Linked DNA regions of Rattus norvegicus: all the other regions are linked to region 1. The links are chromatin contacts, called in public Hi-C maps. All regions are on one chromosome and are shown on one strand. Each heading gives the region's core, a stretch centred on a gene start, on an enhancer-like site or on the middle of the called end of the contact. The rest is flanking DNA. Distances are from core to core; before and after follow the strand shown. Region 1 has its middle 160 kb from the start of Bcor. Region 2 has its middle 31 kb from the start of Rpl37al2. Region 3 holds the start of Bcor (BCL6 co-repressor).

What was found. Hi-C and Micro-C count contacts between places; a contact is called where the count stands out from the background.
Region 2: a Hi-C map of mammary epithelial cells shows a contact between it and region 1, with 2.2 times the contacts expected there. The contact joins two enhancer-like sites. A contact is called at or near these places in 3 of 12 Hi-C or Micro-C datasets (frontal cortex, mammary epithelial cells and psoas muscle).
Region 3: a Hi-C map of liver shows a contact between it and region 1, with 3 times the contacts expected there. The contact joins the promoter of Bcor here to the enhancer-like site in region 1. A contact is called at or near these places in 10 of 12 Hi-C or Micro-C datasets (the A7r5 cell line, the Rat2 cell line, Schwann cells and 6 more) and 1 of 1 datasets of contacts at active chromatin or transcription factors (oligodendrocytes).

Annotation. Positions count from the first base shown.
Region 1 is chrX:13,202,956-13,205,914 of GRCr8, reverse strand. No RefSeq gene overlaps it. Among named protein-coding and RNA genes, the nearest start is that of Bcor, 160 kb to the left of the region's middle. Within about 2 kb of position 1,409, at least 39 of the 93 cell types and tissues checked have an H3K27ac peak or open chromatin away from gene starts, as enhancers often do. A contact at or near this core is called in the A7r5 cell line, Schwann cells, kidney and 2 more, where this site is marked.
Region 2 is chrX:13,429,040-13,431,998 of GRCr8, reverse strand. No RefSeq gene overlaps it. Among named protein-coding and RNA genes, the nearest start is that of Rpl37al2, 31 kb to the left of the region's middle. Within about 2 kb of position 1,533, at least 1 of the 93 cell types and tissues checked has an H3K27ac peak or open chromatin away from gene starts, as enhancers often do.
Region 3 is chrX:13,358,926-13,361,884 of GRCr8, reverse strand. Bcor (BCL6 co-repressor) reads right to left here and starts at 1,509. Exons shown (of 15, transcript NM_001191586.1): 1 at 1,281-1,509.

The DNA of each region.
Region 1 (2,959 bases), core at 160-2,659:
TGTGGGTCACCTGTTTCCTCAGGCTGAACTGGTGTTTGCTCCTTTGGGAGCGAAGATCCCACCTCTCTTCAGAGTGATGACTGGCACCACAGAGGTGCCACAGACACCTGGGAAAGGTGACAAGCTTCCCTGGAAGAGAGAAAGTCAGCTGCCAAAGGACTCTCCCAGCCCTGTGCCTGTGCTCTCACCATTGACAGCAGTATTACAACCTCACCATTAAATGTTTTTTATTTGTGAAGCCTTCTGCTCTGTCCCTCTACCACCAGGTTTGAAGATCGACCTGAAGAAGGATCTCTTTCTGTGAGGAATGATAAAGACGTTCATAGTTGTGGGATTGACATTTAAGAGTTTTTGGAAAAGCTAGCCTGTGGTATTTGCCTGTAATCTGAATAGGATTAGAAATTCAGGATCATGTCAACTAGATTGAGGCCAACCTGGGCTACACGAGACTCTGGTCTTAAGTGAACTAAAGTTTCCAGAGAAAAACCTGAAAAGATAGGCAATTTTGTCCGGGACTTGCCCGGGGGAAGTGGGGATTTCAAAACCCAATGCTGGGCTTGTGGGACCAGCAGTCTCAGCACAGGAGCTCTGGGGGCTCTTTAAGCCACTGAGGGAGGAGCAGAAAGTCCTTAGGGTTGTAGAAAAACAGAGTTCTGAGGAATCTTAGCGCCCAACCCTGCTCTGGGCAGATTGCTTCTTTCCCCTCAGGGCTCAAATCTTTCATTTCTCCCCTTCCCTACTCTCTGGGACCCAAACCTTTCAACTCTTCTCCGTCTCTGCTGGCTCGTATCCACCCAGCTTTCTGCCACACAATGGAAACTCATTGTGAAGTGCCGAGCCTGGCAGGTGGCTCTCAGATCCCCCAGCTGGGTGGAAGCCGGATTGGGTTTGGCTTCCAGAACAATCCAGGATCTTCAGGGGGCTCGAGGATGAGTGGGAGGGATAAAATGTTCCAGTGGTTTTCATCCAGCCCCAGTCAACTGCGAGACAGAGGACAGAGGGGACAGATAAAGGCAGCTTTCCCCGGGCGTGCCCAGTCGGAGCTGGTGAGGTTGGAAGTTTTGTGTGGTTTGGCAAAGTTCCTTATTCTTTGCCGTTTCGAAACTGCAGCAGCACACAGTGGCAAAGGTCACTGGACACCACAAGCTACCCCTGAAATGCAGGAGGTGGCGGATCTTGTCAGGCGCATGTCCCAGGATATCAGGGCAGAGAGGCCAGGCAGGTCCTGGCCACACATCGAACTCCCAGGTCGCGCCACAGCGCGGGGTGTGGATGCTTGCAAAAAATGCAGCCTCCCGGAAGGCAAGGACAACGTTATGGCTCTGGCGAGCTGAGCCGCTGCAGGCTGGGCGGCTCAACGCGGCTAACTGGAAAGACTAACCGTCGCGTTCGGATTCCATCTTCTGCTTCACGGAGAAAGAGCGACGCTGGGGACACCGCCTGGAGCCTGCGCGCATAGCACCGGGAGGCTCTCCCTCCCACCCCCGCCAGGCTTCCCGTTTAACCTCTAAAGTGCCAGAAAACCTGAAGCCCAAGAGGGGCTAGCCTTCCACCCACTGGGGAGATGCAGGCTTTCCGGAATTGGGCGTGGCAAAGCCGAGGGCACTGCAAAATAGAATCTGGAACTTGTGCTGCTTGGGAGGGAAAGGCTAGGGAGTCTGGCAGGTCCCAGCGGGCTCACCTCCTCCCAAGGGCCTTCCTGCCTCCGCTGAAGGTGGGGACAGAGAAGGAGGAGAGCATGGAGAAAAGGACGTGGGAAGACACTGGTCAGGGAAGAGATACTTTTAGTCTTTGCTACAGCTGCGTGCGTTTTTCTGACGGACTACTCAGGGACAATTCTCCAGGCTGAAAACAGTGTAAACTTTCTGAGGGTGGTGGTGGAGGGCGGTGTGAAGGTGACACGAGACGGTTGGGGTGAGAGGTGGTTGGTGGTGCAGGAAAGGGACAGAGAGGGGGAAATCCCTGAAGATTCCTCACAGGCCTAAGAGGAACTCCAGAATCTCTTCTTGGTAGAACAAGGTCCTCCAGACTCACCACCCCAGATATAGCTCAGCTCTCACCATAGGTCTTCGAGGTGGGCATCCTCCCCCTCTTTGTGTAATATCTTGGAGACCACACAGGCAAGACTGGGGATTTGTTCATTATGCCTTCTAACTGGGGACAATGCCTCCTGGGTGGCATCAGTCACAAGCCAATCATTAAACAAATAACAAAGATCTCAAACAGGAAAATGGGATGGGGAGGGGGTTAAAGGATCTAGAGCTAGAGCCTTGGGCGGGGGACCCTGGTTATCTAGGTCAGTAGTTCCCATGGTGTGGTTTCGGGAACCCTCTGATAGTCAGGGCTCTGAGATCCAGGACCTCTGAAAAGGCTTTTCTGATTGCAGACCTAGGGGAGGCTGGGCTCTCATTAATCCAAGGCCACATGTCAGTATCCCAACTTAGTGGAAGCCCCAGCAGCTGTCAGAAAGAAAGAGAGAGAGAGAGAGAGAGAGAGAGAGAGAGAGAGAGAGAGAGAATGTTTGCTACTACCAAGTCCGAGGTCCTGAGTTCTTTCTTTCTTTTTTTTTTCTTTTTTTCGGAGCTGGGGACCCAGGGCCTTGTGCTTGCTAGGCAAGTGCTCTACCACTGAGCTAAATCCCCAAACCCTCCTGAGTTCTTTCTATGCATTGAACTCACACGGTGGAAGGAGAAAAGCATCTTCCACAAGTTATCTTCTGACCTCCCCAGTCCGCCAGGGCATGTGAGCACAAACATATACACATATGTAAACACATAAATATATAAATTTATGTATTATGTATATTATGTGCATGGGTGTTTTGCCTTCATGGACTAGACTCCATGTGTGCTTGACCCACGCAGAGGTGACCAGAAGACGGTGCCCATCCCCTGGGAATGGAGTTACAGATTGTTGTGAGCTGCCATGGGGATGTTGAGATGCCCTGGGTCTTCTGGAA
Region 2 (2,959 bases), core at 284-2,783, 230 kb before region 1:
GAGACCTTTAATGAGACTTAGGATACTGAGGATGGGCCCAGGGCCTCAGGGCCTCTCCCATGCTAAGCACACACACTCAATCACTGTGCCACTCCCCCATCCCCCAGCTTCTATCCTATTTAAAATTGCCATGACAACTGAAAATCCAAGGCCATACCCTTCAGGTGGAATTTTTTTTTTCTGAACCTCAAGTTTGAAGTTCAAGGTAAATCCTTACCTGATTCATTTTTAACACTGTGTTTCAGCTCTGTCATAGAAGGAAAAGAATTCTGTAGCTACCTCCTGTGTTGCTGAGACACTTGGTTGGATTCAATTAGCCTACTTACTGTCTGCACCGCTTTTAAAATATGTACACAAATTCTTTGGTACTCCTCCCTCCAAAAGGTGGAGCCCAATTTCCCTTGGAGTTAGGAGCTGTATTTAGAGACTCGTTTTTTAATAAATAGAATGGGACAGAAATGACTGTGTGACACCCAGTATTAAGACATAAAAGGCATTATGGCTTCGTCTTCGAAATCTGGGGAAATCTTAACAGTCAGATCACTAGGACGTTCAAGCAGAACCATAGAGTGAACCACATGTCAACAGCCATGTGACAGAGCCATCTTGGAAAGAGATCCCTGGAAACAGACCCCAGTTGAATCTTCACATGACCCTGGCCACTACTGACATCTCACCGACAGCATGAAGTAGTGAGAGCCAGAAGTATCTAGCTAAGGCGCTCCTTATGCCCTGACCTCTAGGCACGCTAGGAAACAGACGGTGCTATTTCCAGCCACTAATGGTGGGGTGCTGTGCTATAGCAGTAGATAACTAAAACATAAATATATCTTGCATGTGGATGGAGCTTCCACTCAGTTTTCCTAACTACACCTCTCTCTCTCTCTCTCTCTCTCTCTCTCTCTCTCTCTCTCTCTCTCGTTCTTTGGTTTTTTGAGACAGGGCTTTTCTACATAGACTTGGAACTCAACACTGTAGACCAGGCTGCCCTTGAATTCAGAGATTCCCCCTCCTGGGTGCTGGGATTAAAGGTGTGGGCAGCCGCAGCCCAACAGCCCACTCTTGCTTTTTATATGCTGAGAGAGACAGACAGACAGACAGACAGACAGACAGAGACAGACAGAGACAGACAGACACACAAACTCCCCCACACAAACATTCTGCAGGGCTGAGAACAGAACTTTTTTCCACCACCTAGGTCACAGGGATCAAGCTCAGGTCAGGGCTTGATAGCAAGAGGTTCTTTACTCACAGAGCCATCTTGCCAGTCCCTCTCCATTTTTTTCCCTCAACCTTGAGAACCATTTTCCAAAAACTCATGGAGGACTAACCTACATTACATGGCTGGGAGGGAGAGAGAAGACTGAGGAGATGGAGCAAACTCAAGTTTCCCGTGCTGAGCCGGTACTCAGAAGCAGAGGCGGTAAGACAGTTTTAAATAGTTCTTTTGATCACTTTGTAGTTGCAAGTCGGATCTCTGCAAGAGCTCATTAGCATATTCACTCACAGAGAGGAACCATTCTTGAGGGTACAGTCAAAATGAAAGCAAACACACCCAAAGTCTGAAGAGAAACCAGGATCATTCATTTCTGGAGGAGGTATGCCCCTCCCCGAGGGGCGTGACTTGCCAAAAAGGTAACTTGCTTTCTTTCCCTTCTTCTTGGTAGTTTTTCAACAACTCCAATGATAAAATGATCAGCGTGTGACCTAAATGACTCATACTGTTTCCTGTCCTCACATCGGGATATTATAGAATCAATTTGTGTCATTCCTTTATGGTAGCTCACATTAGGCAAAAGAAGAGAAAAGATGAGAGGAGAGAAGAAAGGGGGAGGGATGAGGAGGGGGGAGGAGAGAGGAGGGATGGGGAGGGAAGAGGAAAGAAAAGAGAGAATATCATCCAGAAAGGATTTGATAAGCACAAGGACTTGGACTTAGTTCATCACCTACGCAAAAAAACGAACAGGGCAGGCAGCACCCCTACTGCAGCTTGGTAGTCGAATCACCAGGTTGAATCACTGAGATCCAGAGTCAGTGAGAGACCCTGACTCAAAAACCTAAGGAGGGACATAATTTAAGGTGACACCTGTCATTGACCGCTATATGTATACCCACCTGTGATGGTTTGTAGATGCCCAGGGAGTGGCAAGTCAGGTGGTGGTGTGGCCTTGTTGGAGTAGTTGTTGAACTGTGTAAGCCTGGCTCTAGAACTTTCAGAGGAAAAGAATTGTAATATGTGGCCAAGAGACTGTTCTTTCGATATTTTGGTGAAGGATGTGGCTGCTTTTTGCCCCTGTCTATAAAGTCTACCTGAGGTAGACTGAGGTAAAGAGATTTATATTAATTGCGTTGACAAAGGAAGTCTCCAAAAAAGCCTAACAGAGACTTTGTTCTCTGGGTAAGTCTCATGAAGTGAGTTTTGAGCAATGGTAGCAGGCTTCGAAAGGAAAAACATAAAATGAATGGTTCGAGTAATGGAGGGCCACCTGGAAATGAAATGGAGCTGAGTCTTGTGTTCGAGGAGATAAACAGATTAAGGGAGCGGTGACTTTATGGCAAGATCCTACCCAGCTAAGCTTATTGTTTATGTGTTTGCCATTGAACAAGGAATAGTTCTATCATATTAGGCATTATTATTACTTGGTTATTGTTTTCACTTGGACTTTTAATCTGGAATGAACTATAATCCAGAAATGAAACACACAGGCTTTTGATCCGGATCTTGAACAGTGGCCATGAAAAGCTTAGGCCTAGGCAAGGTGGCGTGTGCCTTTAATTACGGGAGACCTGCAGACATATGTCTGAGTTCAAGGCCAGCTTGTTATAGAGAAAATACCAAATAGAAGCTTAAGTCCAGGTGTGGCGGTACATGACTTTGATCCCAGACTTCAGGAGACAGAGTCACAGGATCTGAGTTCAATCTACTGAACAATTTCCCAGACAGCTAAGCTTAGGCAGT
Region 3 (2,959 bases), core at 260-2,759, 160 kb before region 1:
TCTTCTTCGGGACGTGGGTACGTGTTCCGTTGAGCAACCGGGCAGCCAGAAGTCCGCTGGGACTACACGTGCCACGAGCCACCCTACTCGGTTCAGGGCGCTCCTAGGCTCTCTTCGTAAATAGCAGGCGCTCTTCGCCACAGCCCGGAGTCCCCGGGTTTCTGGTGGCTCTGTAGCGCAGCCTCCCGCCTGCTCCAAGCGCTGGCCCTGTGCCGCCTCGCCCTCTCCGCCTCAGCCGAGGATCGCGCCCGGTGCGCAAGTTCCTCTTCGCCTAGAGCCCTCGCGTCGCCCGCCCTCCGAGTGGGACCAACTTCCCCGGGCCGCAGACTTTCACACGCCCATCAGGGCTTCCCACCAGGTTCCCCACAGCCCAGCGGAGGGCTGAGAGCTCTGCTCGCTCCCCCACGCCGCCCCTAAACAAGCGGTCTACACTGGCTCCAGGAGGCTCCGAACTTAAAACCTACGCGAAGGGAAGAGATGGGAAAACGGGGGTGGGGGGAGTCGAATTAGAATCTTAAAAGAACATTTACAAAACAATGCATCTGACCTGGCCGGCCGGCGTACTGGCCCAGTCCGAATCTCGAGCTCTCCAAGGTTCCCTAGTAGTTTTCCCCCCGTTATTCCACGTGATTCATGCTTTGGGGCAAGCCAAGAAAAAACCCGGACTCCCCTCCGGAGTTGAGCGACGACGGTAGGTCGAGCTCGGCTCCGTCCGAGGCGCCCGCTGCACACACTAGCGCACGCACAAGCCGTCGTTCCACTCGGAGGCACCACCGGCCCCTGGAGAGGCCAGACGAAGCAAAGGCGGCTGGGGGTTTTTACAGTTCTTTTCCGAGTCGAAAAAGAAAGCAGACGGGAACCCGCCGCCCTCCCCTTCCTGCTAGCGAGGTAACGCCGAGACGAGCTTCCTAGCTTCCAGCCCAGCACCCCCCCCCCCGCGCCTGACTCCCGACGCTCGGCGACGACCGCGCTCCCGCGCAGACACACAGAGGCTGCAAACTTCCACTCGCTGAACTCTCGATCCTCCCAACCCCTCGGGAGGCGGCAGGTCCCCCGTCGAGTCCCTCCCTCCCGGGTGCCCATGCGGGGGCCGCTTAGGTTGGCTGCATTTTTAATAACTTGCAGCTCTGATGTAAAAACGAAAGCGAACAAGGTAGCTAAACCTCCCGACGGGGATCTACTGGAGTAGAAGGAGAAACCCTTTAAGGGAGGAGGTCGGCTGCAGTCCCGGCGCGCCAGCCCGCCCGCGGCCCCCGGGGAAAGGTGTTCCGGGCACTGACCTGAAATCCCCAGTCGGGAAGTAGGCAGGGAGCCCTCGATCCGGCGTTTTGAAGTTTTCCCCGGAGCGGAGTCCAGGCGGCGAGGAAGATCCGGGGGCGGCTAGCTGGCTGGCTGGGTGGACGTGTGCGGGGTCGGGAGAGGGCGGCTACGCTAAAGAGCAGAGGAGCCCGGCCGGGAAAGCGCAGCGAGCAGCAAAGTTTGGCTTCCTCCGGTGCCCGCAGTCCACTCCCAGCGCCGCGCTTGCTCGCCTCTGTCTGCAGCGGCTCTGCTGCCCTAAGGGGTCGGCCCGGCAGAGGGGTGGGCTTTGGGCCGCGTGGGGGTGGGGCGGGGCGGGGCGGGCTGCGAGCTTAGGGCAGGTGGCGACGGCCCCGCGCGATCCTCTCCTCCCGCAGCTGGACCGGGCTCCGTCAGCCTCAGCAGCTCCCGCGCCGCCGCTGCCGCCCGCGCTCGGGCAAGAGCCCCAGCGCCATGTTGACGGTTCGCCGAGAGCGCCCGCTCGGGCTGGGTGTGTGTGTGAGCGAGTGTGTTGGCCAAGTCGTCCCTCCGCGGCGACAGCGCGGCTCGGGCTCTCCGCCCGGCGACTCGCGTGGTCCCCCTCCGCCACCACCGCCCGCCTCGCTCCCGCTCTCGGTCGTGCTCTGGGTTCCGGCGCGTCTCCCCCTCGGCTTAAGAGCTCGGCCGCCGTTCAGCCCGGAGCGCGGCTCTGCCTCACCTTGCCGCTGGGAGCCCGGGCTCCGTCTGCTGCCGCACGCCGCGATCCCAACGCGTCCCCCCTCCCAGGTTCCCTCCTCTTCCTCCTCCCCCTCCCTCCGCCCGCCCTCCCTCCCTCCCAACAGCCGCCTCCCCTCCCCCCTCAGGCGCAGCGCTCGGGCGACAGCCGCCCGCCCGCCCGCCCGCCGCCGCCGCCGCCTCCAGCTCTCGCAAGTTTGAGATCCCCAGTCTCCGCTCACCCTCCGCTGCGGCGCCTCCGCGGTGGGGTTTCGGGAGGGGGTGATTCCCCAGGAAAGGTTCGCCCGACTTTCCCCGGCTGTCACCGATTCCCAGCCGGGTGCATTGGGGCCTCGCCACATCTGAACCCCAAAACATCTGGGTGGCGGGTCTTGTCGTAGTACCCCCCCCCCAACTCTACCGCCCTCTGTCCTCTCCGTCCCAGCTCCGGCCGAGTTGGCTATTCACGCCCAGCCAGGGCTCACGTCCTAGGGGGAGTGGAGACCGACTCCGCAGCGGCGACGGCTAGGTCGGCCAACAGATCCCCAGCCCCAAGAATGGGGGGCGGCGGGGGCGGCTTTTCCTGCAGCGCGCCGAGACTCCCCTTGCTACCCAGAAGGCCAGTGGAGGACCGCAATTACCATAAAGCGCCTCGCACTCCTCTCAGCCAAAGCTGTCAAACCCCAGCGGCAGGCGCCACTGCCTCCTCTCGCCACCAGCGCTGCGCTCTCCGGGCCTAGCGTCCCCTCCGAGACCCAGCCCAGCAAAGCCTGAGTGCGCGTGGGCGTCCACCCCCCACCGCACCTCGCCCCTTCTTCCCAGAGGAGCTACTTCCCCTTCAGGCGTTAAGAGCTACGTGAAAACACCACCACGGGCAACAGTGGCAGTTCCGCGCCCTTGCTCCCCGGACATTTCAATTGTGTGGGAATTGTGTAGAGGTGTGTGTGTGGGGGGGTGTTCCCGGGGACAC